3 separate regions of the Sus scrofa genome follow, and regions 1 and 2 are each linked to region 3. A link is a contact called in public Hi-C and promoter capture Hi-C data. All regions are on one chromosome and are shown on one strand. Each heading gives the region's core, a stretch centred on a gene start, on an enhancer-like site or on the middle of the called end of the contact. The rest is flanking DNA. Distances are from core to core; before and after follow the strand shown.

Region 1 (3,469 bases), core at 696-3,195, 270 kb after region 3:
AAGGCCAGGGATCAAAACTGCAACTTCATGGTTCCTAGTCAGATTCGTTAACCACTGAGCCATGACAGGAACTCCTGCCTGACTTTTTAAATTTATGTATCTAACCTCTTTTTCCAACTAGACTGTAAGCTCCTTGAAGCTAAAATGAAGTCTTAAGAGTTCCAGGCATTCTCCAAGTCCCAGTACACAGCATAGAGGATTCAGCCACCACTCAACTAAAAACTCCATGATTGCTTTCGGGACGTAAATATTTTTAATTTCCCCAACCTCTTTGTCCTACTTCCTTTATTCAACATTCTCCTCCCATATTTAGGGTTCTGTTTCTCCTCTCGTCAATCTCAAGGGCTGCAGTAGGAAGCATAGAGACCCAGGAACCAAGTTTCCTTGGCATGGGACTGAGGGCCAAGTGAAAGAAGAGCCTTTTTATGGCCAAGTCTATGGCCCTGCTGAGATCCCAGTTTTGAACACATCAAAACTGATGGCAACAACAAATGTCATGAACAGAAAACTGTTTGTAGAGAGGAGAGAGTGGTAAGGCTCTGAATGAACTCTGTCCAGAGTCAGATCACCCAGGTTCTCTAGCTCTCTCTGTTTCAACATTTACTAGATCCATGATCTTGGGCAATACTAAACTTCTCTGTGCCTAAGTTTCCCTATCTGTAACATGTGAGTAACAATAATAACTACCTCACAAGATGGTGGAGAGAAGTAAAAGAGCAAATATTTGAAAAGTGCTTAGATTTATGCCTGAAATGTGAAAAAAAGCTCAAAAAGTATTTGCTATTATTGTTGTTTACTATTATTACCTATAAGTGCCACAGGGAATCGGTAACCCCAAGCCCACCTAAATCAGAAATAACTCCTGTAACTAATAATAATCATTGTAAGCAGGTATGAAGCACTTCCTAGATGCTCAACTTACATCATCTCCCTAAATGATGACAACAACCTTAAGAAGTATTGTGCCATTATTAACTCCATTTAACAGAGTTAATGCACAGAGAGGTGAAATGATTTTCTCAAGGTCACATAGCCTGCAAATAGCCAAGGTACAATTATTCGTTTATTGAGTTACTGTGTCTCAGCAGGAGAGAAGCCTTGTGGGTGCAAAGGTAAACAGTCTAGGCCTCAACCTACAGGAAGTTTCAGTTTCCACAGAAGGGGCGGGGCGGGGGCGGGAAAGACGAGTAAACAAATATTTATAACACCGGGTAGTAATTGCTGTAATAGAGGCTCACGACAAAAAGTGTTACCGGATGTCAGACACCGGGACAAGAAAAGTACTGAGAGCTTAAGGAGCCAAAGGAAAGACATAACAATTATGGAATATGCAATTGTCTTCTGACAAATGTGTCCTGTAACCCATGTGTTACACGGGAAGTACTAAACAAAGCAGAGTTACAAGTGGAGGCTGAGCGCCCTGAGAGCCCGAGGGACAAGGCGCGGTAGGACCTGAAAGGGGTTAAGATGGGAAGGTGGGCGTGGTAAGCGTTGATTGGCAGGGGTGGGGCCAGGCTCGTCACCCTCCCCCTCCTCCACCCGGGTTCCTCCAACCCCTGGGCTGGCTGGGGTACAGCCAGGGCGAGGGCTCGAGCGCTGGGCCGAGTCGCCAGTCCCCTCCTCCCCAGCTCCTCTACCCGCGTTCCGGGGCTGGAGGCGCTGGAGAAGTTGGGCAGCGCCCGGGCCGGCTCTGGGCGCTGACAGTCGGCAAAGTTTGGCCCGAAGAGGAAGTGGCCTCAAGCCTCGGCAGGTGGCGGCCAGGCCTGGACCCGGACGTTCGCGGCCTGCGGGCGGGCTCTAGGCGAGGGCGCGCCCCAGCGCTGGACTTCGAGCCAACTCCCTGGGCTTCGGGGGTCAGCCTCTGGAGAGAGCGCTGCGGCGGCCGGGGAGAACAACTCCAAAGTTGGCGAGAGGCACCGCCCCGGTTCCCGGGCCGCCGCCGCCCCCCACCAGCCCCCAGCCCTGGCATCCGGAGCCTCGGTCGAGGAGTCTGGGCCATGGAGCCCCCTCGGGGAGGCGGCACTGAGGAGCCAGGATACCCGGAGTGGCGCCGCCTCCCCACTGGGTAGACGATCGAAGCTCCGGGACTCTTCCTGCGCCTCGGGACGGCTCACGATGCTGCCGGCCATCCTTCTCCTCCTGGGTAAGAAATCGAAACGAGGCTACTCGCCCGGGACCCCGCTCCCAGGGCTGTCACCGCGCCCAGGTCCTCTAGCTCCCTTCCCCCTATGGGGCCTCTCACCCCTACCCTGTCCTCCCCTGCCCCGCGGCCCCTGCCGTCGCCTTGGTCGCTGCCTGCCCCAACCCTCGGGAAATCTACAGCCGCTCCCCTCGGCCCTCATACTCGCTCTGGCTTCCTTAGATCACCGTACCCATCCTACAAGCCGCACTGGAGGACCTTCCTTTGAGGTCACACACCGCTGCCTCCCCCTGTTCCACCACCCTTCTCGTAAACTACCCGGAAGCCGCCGATGGTTCCCTTTCCTCCTTGAGAAGCTCAGGTGGAGAAAACTCCGAAGTGTGACTCTTGCCCTTTCTCGCTCTTCCTCTAGGAGGCGCTCTGGCCCACCAAGACCGGATCCTTTTCCCAAATCATGGTGAGTAGAGGATGCCTCTGGGGTCCCATGGGCTTGGTAATGAGAGAGCACCCTAGAGAAAGACTCTCTTCCTTGACTTCCTCTGGTACCTTCCATAGTTTTCGAGTGGAGATCAGCCATCCTCTGTTTTACAGACAGAAACTGAAACCCAGCGTGGGCCCTCACTTGGTAGTTATGTACTATTTGCCCCCCCAATATCCATCCTTGATTCGCCTCGCCCAAATGTAATCTCCTTGAGGATAGAGATCGTATTTCCCGTTCCTCCTGGCCCAGTGGTTGGCACAAAGCAGACCTCATTTTGTTTGTGGTGTTGATACCTAAGGTGGAACAACGATGAGTGTGGTGAGAAGGGGAGCCCACTGACGACTCTGCCTCCAGAGTGTGTGTGGCTGGGAAGGGGGAGTTTCTGTGCTCCTTCTTGAAGAGCCCAGGCCCTTGGAAGCATGAAGCCTGGGGAGGAGTGGCATGGTAAGAGGCTCGCAACTGATGTCCTTACCTTCCTCTCTCCAGCCTGTGAGGACCCCCCAGCAGTGCTTTTGGAAGTGCAGGGCACCATACAGAGGCCCCTGGGCCGGGACAGCCGCATCTCCCCTGCCAACTGCACCTGGCTCATCCTGGGCAGCAAGGAGCAGACTGTAACCATCAGGTGAGAAGCGGGGCAAGACCCTATTCCTTTCCTCACCCTTCTTGCTCTACCGTGGAAAACCCTTCAGGGGTCACTTCTCCATGGTATTTCCATCCCTGTCAACTGGGAGAAGAATGAAATTAAATTTGGACTAATCTGCCCTAAAAGCCTGGCATGTTCTGGGCTGGACACAGTGAATTGGACCTGGGTTGGACTGGACACCTAGCTTGGGTCCTGCTGTCTCTGA
Region 2 (3,342 bases), core at 492-2,991, 440 kb after region 3:
AGGAGGCAGTTATGAGTGGGTCTGTGGCATGAGACAGGAGGCTAACCTTGCGGACAGTGAGGAGCCCATCTCGACCCTGGGAGTCTGTGCTGATGCTGAAGGCCTCGGACCCCTCCCCGTCCAGGATGCTGTATGCCATGAGGGCGTTGTCCCCCAGGTCTGGGTCCTGGGCCTGCAGCCGGCCCACCAGGGTGCCCGGCCCAGCGGTCTCCACCACGGAGAACTGGTACAGGCCTTGGGGAGGATGGAGGGAGACGATCTTAGAGAGGTCTCCAGCCCTCCTCCCTCTCCCGGCATGTCCTTCTCCCAGGCCTGGCTCGGGAGGGGTGGGAGGGCAGATTTCTCAAGAGGCTGCAAGGGGTGGGGTGCTTAAAAGATGGCTCAGGCGACAGCACTGGCCCCTTACTCTGCGGGAACTTGGGGGGGTTGTCGTTGACATCGCTGAGGGTGACCGTCACCGTAGTGCTGCCCGACAGCCCCCCCATGTGGCCACCCATGTCCTTGGCCTGAATCACCACCAAGAACTCCTCCTGCGTCTCACGGTCCATGTTGGGGATGGCGGTCCGCACCACTCCTAGGGAGAGATGATGGATCAGAGGGTGCCTGGTCCCAAGGCAGCCCCACCCGGCTCCTGAGCTCTAGCCTCACCAGTCTGGGGGTCCACAGAGAAGAAAGGTAGTCCATCCAGCACGGTGTACACCAGCTTGGCGCTGTTCCCGTAGCTGGGGTCATCAGCATCATGAGCAGTCACCTGGATCACTGAAGTCCCTGTGGGGGATCCCGGCACCCCACTCAGCAGGGGCAGAGCCAAGTAGGGAAGAACAGCAGACGATCAGGACCCAGACATGAGTGGGGCTGAACTGAGGGAGGTGGCTTCCGGGGCAGAAAGGGGTGGGGGAGGGAGAGGTGAGGGAGGGCGCTCTAGGAGGTGGGATCCACGATGTCCGGACTCGGGATACTCACCGACGTTGGACATCTCGGGCACTGTGGCGTGGTATGGCCCGAGGGGAAAGATGGGTGGATTGTCATTAATGTCTTGCACCTTGATGATGAACTCTGATGGGGGCTCCAGGGGGCGGTTGGAGGCTCGGTCCACAGCTTGGGCCAGTAGCACATACTGGGCCTTCTCCTCCCGGTCCAGGCTCTTGGTGACATGGATATTGCCTGTGGCCTCATCGATCACAAATACGGTGCCTGCCCCCTCTCCCGTCAGCAGGTACTTGGTGCGGCCCTCACCCCTGTCCACGTCCGAGTGCAGCTGTACGGGTCAGGGAAAGATGGCAGCGGGTTCCAAGCGCAGGGACAGAAAGTTAAAGAGTCTAAGTCTGGGCCTCGGTGGAGTGTTGGGAGTTCTGAGGGACCAAGGTCATTGCAGAAGTGAAGTTGCAGGGCAGAGCCTTGAGAGTCAGGGTAGACATGGGAGGCTTGATCCTTACCTTGCCAATAAGGACGGGCTCTGGTCCAGCATATTCCTCAATGACAAAGAATTGGTTCCACACCCAGCTCCTTCGGGTCCGAAGCAGTGCTGGTCCTGGGCCTCCCCGGGACCCTGCCCAAGCCCGGGCTGGGGCTGCCAGGCGCCCCATGCAGCCCCAGCCACCCAGCCAGGCCAGCAGGAGCCTCACCAGGCCCCACATGTTTGGGCACCAGCCAGGGCTCTGTTCACTGCCCCTGGGTGTTAAGGCATGAGCTGCCTGGGGCAGAGGGGCAGATGCTTTGGGACTACCCCATGGATCCACACCTGCAGGAGAGGTAGCTGTTCAGGGTCAAGGAAACCCTTAACCCTCCCCCCTCCAAAGTTAGATGCTCAAGATCAGACCTCCGAGGAACCAGAAACACCAGTGACCAGAAACCAGACTAAGACAGAAAGCAGTCTGATCTTTCCCTCCACCCAGGCTCTGCCTGTATTCACCTCCAGCCCTCCAAGCTGATAAATCTCCGGCCAGTCAAGTGAGTAGAGAAGCTTGGGGAGAAAATAGGAGAGGGTATGCTGGGAGGGCTGGGAACCTCAAATCTGGCTCCTGTTCTCCCAGGGTGGGCATGCAGCTGGGGGCTGGAGGAAATGGGGGCTACCAGGGAAAGGGCTTAAAATAAAGGGATCTGGACTCCTGGAGGTGTGATCTGAGGGTGCCTAGGGTCAGGGTGAGAGGACAAGGAGTGCAGCCTCAAACAGGGTTGAAAGCCTGTGAAAGTCCCTCCTCCACAGAGAACCCCGCCTCTCCAGAAACTGACCCTAACACACTGCTAGCTGAAGTCCTTGAAGGGAGACCTGGACTCATGAGGCATTGTAGGGGCCAGAGCTGGAAGAAGAGGGGTGGCAGAGGCCAGGAGACCGGGGAGGGGGAGCAGAGGCAGACCCAGAGGCTAGAGACACAGCGTGATTGAGGTTGAGACCAAGACTCAGGGACTGGCTGCAGAGACAGAGACAGAATGGCAGCAAGAGACAGAAGGAAAGAGACCCAAGGTGGCAGCCTGGGTGTCTGAAAAGCAGAGAGGAGTCATATGGGTACCAGGCTAGAGAATGGGTGGCTGAGAGGGCAGAGGGGCTTTCAGTATGTGTGATGGACAGGAAGGGGCAGCTTCAGCTGAGGGGGTTAGACCAGGCCACCCTGGAGGAGAACTTCATTCTGGGAGAGGGGGCAGCCAGGAGGGGCTGTGGGATGGAAGCTAGAGAGAGGACCCTTCCCACCACTGTCTTCTCCCTCTCCTCCTAGGGGGTCCCCCCAGGTGGCTGTGGCTGCGCCTCTCCTCCCCCAGAGCAGACACACACCTGACAGTCCTTTCCTTCCCGAGGGAAGAGGGAAGCCGGAGGCGAGCCGGCGACCGGAGAGGGAGGCGGGACGAGGAGGGAGAAGGAAAGGGAGAGAGGAGTGGGAAATAGGAGAGTGGGAAAGGGAAGGGGAGAGGAGAGAGAAGGAACAGGGGAAGGAAAGGAGAGCGGGAAAAGGAAGAGACGGGAAAGGAGAGAGAGGTGGAGGAAGAAAACAGCAAAGAGGAAGAGGAGATGGAGCAAGACAGGGTAAGAAGGAGAGAGAAGGGTTGGGGAGACAGAGGGAAGGGGCAGAGAAGGCAAACAGGCAGAGAGAAGGCTGGGTGAAGAGAGATCGAGGGAGAGGAAAATGGTTAAAAGAGGGAGAGAGGTGCGAGGGAAGAAGGGAAAGCTGGAGAGCGCGGGAGAAGGGAGCCGGCAGTGGGCTCCCAGCCGCGGAGCGCACCGCTCACCGCTCTGAAGATACCCGCAGGCTGCGGGCCCCCTGCTGCCCCTGCGCGAATTCCCGACCGCGGGCTCCGGAGCAGAAGCCCTTACCTGGCAGTGCCGAGGGGCCCAGCCCGGCGGGGACG
Region 3 (3,481 bases), core at 578-3,077:
GTGACTGTGGCGTAGGCCTGCAGCTGTAGCTCCAATTTGATCCCTAGCCTGGGAACCTCCATGTGCCACAGGGGTGGCCCTAAAAACCAAAAAAAAAGAGAAAAAGATATATGCACCCTTATGTTCATTGCAGCACTAACTCACAACAGCTAAGACACGGAAACAACCTAAATGTCCATCAACATATGAATGGATTAAGAAGACGTTGGAGTTCCCATTATGGCACAGCAGAAATGAATCCCACTAGGAACCATGAGGTTGCGGGTTCAATCCCTGGCCTCACTCAGTGGGCTAAGGATCTCGCGTTGCCGTGAGCTGTGGTGTAGGTCACAGTTTCGGCTCAGATCCCACGTTGCTGTGGCTGTGATGTAAGCCGGAAGCTGTAGCCCCAATTGGACCCCTAGCCTGGGAATCTCCAAAGCTTTGAGGGTGGCCTTAAAAAAAAAAAAAAGACATGGTGTATATATACAGTGGAATACTACTCAGCCAAAAAAAAGAACAAATTAAATGTCATTCGCAGCAACATGCATGGAACCAAAGACTCTCATACTAAGTGAAGTAAGTCAGAAAGAGAAAACAAACAAAAAAAAATGGAGTGTCCATTATGGCTCACATTAACAAATCCAACTAGCATCCATGAGGACTCACCTTTGATCCCTGGCCTTGCTCAGTGGATTAAGGACCCAGTGTTGCCACAAGCTGTGGTGTAGGTCACAGACACAGCTTGGATCTAGCGTTGCTGTGGTGTAGGCCAGCAGCTGTAACTCCAATTCGACTCTCAGCCTAGGAAATTCCATATGCTGTGGGTGTGGCCCTAAAAAGCAAAAAAAAAAAAAAAAAAAAAAAAGGAAAGAAAGACAAATACCATATATCGCTTATATCTGGAATAATGGCACAAATGAATCTATCTACAGAAAAGAAACAAACCCATGGACATGGAGAACAGGGAGAAGGGGAGGGAGTGGGATGGGCTGGGAGTATGGGGTTAGTAGATGCAAACTATAGCACCTAACCCTAGAGTGGATAAGCAATGAGATTCTGCTGTATAGCATAGGGAACTATATCTAATCATCAGTGATGGAACACGATGGAGGATAACGTAAAAAAGAATATATATATATATATATACATATACACATACATATGTATAACTGGATCACTTTACTGTACAGCAGAAATTAATAAAACATTGTAAGTCAACTATAGTAAGTTTAAAAATAAAAAAAAAAAGTCTACCAACTTCAAAGTTGTGTTAAAGCTAGGTGGAAATTGGGAAGAAGTTTTCCCTGGACTATATATACAAAGTGAAGAGGATCACCAGGTTGCACAGCAGCATGAAAGTGGTTTCTATATTTAATTCCAGCTCCTTGGTGATTCTCCAGTAACAGGCACGCCACCTGTCTGACCCTCCATTTCCCCATTCACAAAGAGAGAGCAATGCAGGCTCCTCTCATAACTTGACAAGGCAGTGTTCTGATACAAAGAGACGAGCACTGTGGGAATAAAAGCAGCGCACCAAAGAAACACATTATTATGGAGATTATTACTGAATCATTACCCGCTAGAATGAAGCTCCCCACGCAAGAGATAAAGCCGGAGAGGAAAGAGTTGAAGGGGAAGGTCCCCACGAGGAGACAGTAACCGAATTGCAGCGCCCCGGTCAGCAGTATATACAAGAGATATGCATCCAACAATTTCAGACGCTGAGGAGTGGAGCTCAAGTACTCTTCTAAGAACCGGGAGATTACCGACAACACCGACGCCGACATGACTATAAACTTGGTACTTCGGCCGGCGTACCCCAAGCTCCTAGAGTACCAGACGACCACACCGGATGTAGTCTTAGCGCATGCGCAGCGGTACAGCCCAGCTCCGTCCTCCCCGATTTGCGCAGGCGTATAGACCGACCAAGGCGCGAAACAACCAATGCGCAGACGCAGAATACATCCTCAAAATGAGAACTACAGCCAGAGAAAGCTAGTGCGCCTGCGCAACGGATCTTTCCCTGTGCTGGAGACGTGTACTCTTTTTGTTCCATTTCCGCCGTCAGGTTGGTGACGCCCACAGTTGCTCTAGCAACAAGATAGTGCGGGAGGAAGACCGGGAGAGGCTTTACAGCCAATAGCGAAGCTACTCCGAGGTTTGGAGTCTCTTTGGTTCACTCACGTTCTCAAACATATACTATTTAGATCTGCTATAGGGCAATGTCTGGCGCTCTCCGGGTTCAGTACTTGTTCGGTCCTAATTCTGTTAAGGGCGCTAACTGCGATCCGTCCCAGATCATTGGAGCAAGTCAGGTTGCCCCAAAGTTGGAACCACCCGATCAGTGTCTGAGCGGGCACCAGTTTAGACGTGGTTATTGGGGGTGGGAGGTGTGGGGCGGAGTGGGGGAGCTCGACTTTACCCGGTCCTGAACTGGCTTTAGGATCTAGACTTGGGGACGCTTATTAATAAGAGCGATAGAATCAAACCTCAGGTATTCATTCAGCAGACATTTATTGGGCTCCTCCACATTTTTTGAATTGTAGTTAGTCAATTGTAGGTATTCTTCGGTGAATCTGATAGTCTTAAAAGAGCTGGGGGTGGGCGTGGGGTGAGAAAGTCGATTAAATTGCATAGAGTATACGATCAAGTTTAGCAGCGTGCTACTCCCAACCTAGCATCTTGAACCTGTTGTTGAACTATCCCAGAATGTCAGTGCTGAAAGGCCTGAAAGAGCATTGCCTGGTGCCTGGTTCAAACTCTACCCCTTCCGATTTATTTTGCAGAAGAAAATGAAGGTTTAAGGTTTTGTATTTTAACAAGTGGAATTAGTTACTTGTATTTAGTGTTTTAACCTTTTTGAAAAATAAGGTCCACCTTAGTTTCTGGCTTTTGCCGCGTTTTTTGTTTTGTTTTGTTTTTTTCCCATGCCAGAGGCTTGTGGAAATTACCCTGGCCAGGGATCAAACCAGGTCACAGCAGCAACCCAAGCCACTGCAGTGACAATGCCAGATCCTTAACCCACTGTGCCACAAGAGAACTCCTGCTGCCCTTTTATTTTAGGTGAATCTGATCTAACAGACCTAGCTCATCGCACTTTCAGCTGCAAGTAGCATATAACCAGGTACTTTTTCAACTTATTAGTAACTTTAAACTATCCTAGCCACTCAAGCAAAATTCCTAAAACAGCAAGTAAACCTTCCTTAGTTTTCATTTGTTGTTTGTGTTCACACTGGAACCAGGAGTTCCCGTGGTGGCTCAGTGGTTAACGAATCTGACTAGCATCCATGAGGATGTAGGTTCGATCCCTGGCCTTATTCAGTGGGTTAACGATCCGGCGTTGCCATGAGCTGTGGTGTAGGTTGCAGATGTGGCTCGGATCTGGCGTTGCTATGGCTGTGGTGTAGGCCAGCAGCTGTAGCTCCAATTCAACCCCTGGCCTAGGAATCTCCATATATCGTGAGTGTGGCCCTTAAAAAAAAAAAAAAAGTAAACTGGA

What was found. Promoter capture Hi-C pulls out the DNA fragments that hold promoters and counts their contacts. A called contact is a pair of places that touch in the nucleus more often than the background predicts.
Region 1: a contact with region 3 is called in a promoter capture Hi-C map of fetal liver, with 2.6 times the contacts expected there. The contact joins the promoter of LRP10 here to the promoter of DAD1 in region 3. A contact is called at or near these places in 3 of 5 promoter capture datasets (fetal liver, fetal skeletal muscle and liver), 4 of 47 Hi-C or Micro-C datasets (blood, epiblast stem cells, omental adipose tissue and 1 more) and 1 of 2 datasets of contacts at active chromatin or transcription factors (alveolar macrophages).
Region 2: a contact with region 3 is called in a Hi-C map of blood, with 3 times the contacts expected there. The contact joins the promoter of CDH24 here to the promoter of DAD1 in region 3. A contact is called at or near these places in 2 of 5 promoter capture datasets (fetal liver and liver) and 4 of 47 Hi-C or Micro-C datasets (alveolar macrophages, blood, omental adipose tissue and 1 more).

Annotation. Positions count from the first base shown.
Region 1 is chr7:76,156,981-76,160,449 of Sscrofa11.1, reverse strand. It overlaps LRP10 (LDL receptor related protein 10), which reads left to right and starts at 1,945. Exons shown (of 7, transcript NM_001143715.1): 1 at 1,945-2,143; 2 at 2,553-2,597; 3 at 3,108-3,243. The coding sequence starts at 2,116.
Region 2 is chr7:75,990,304-75,993,645 of Sscrofa11.1, reverse strand. CDH24 (cadherin 24) reads right to left here and starts at 1,741. Exons shown (of 12, transcript NM_001243615.2): 1 at 1,437-1,741; 2 at 964-1,258; 3 at 649-768; 4 at 407-574; 5 at 47-234. The coding sequence starts at 1,637.
Region 3 is chr7:76,430,386-76,433,866 of Sscrofa11.1, reverse strand. It overlaps DAD1 (defender against cell death 1), which reads right to left and starts at 1,827. Exons shown (of 3, transcript NM_213944.1): 1 at 1,559-1,827. The coding sequence starts at 1,769. It overlaps ABHD4 (protein ABHD4), which reads left to right and starts at 2,031. Exons shown (of 7, transcript XM_021099270.1): 1 at 2,031-2,140.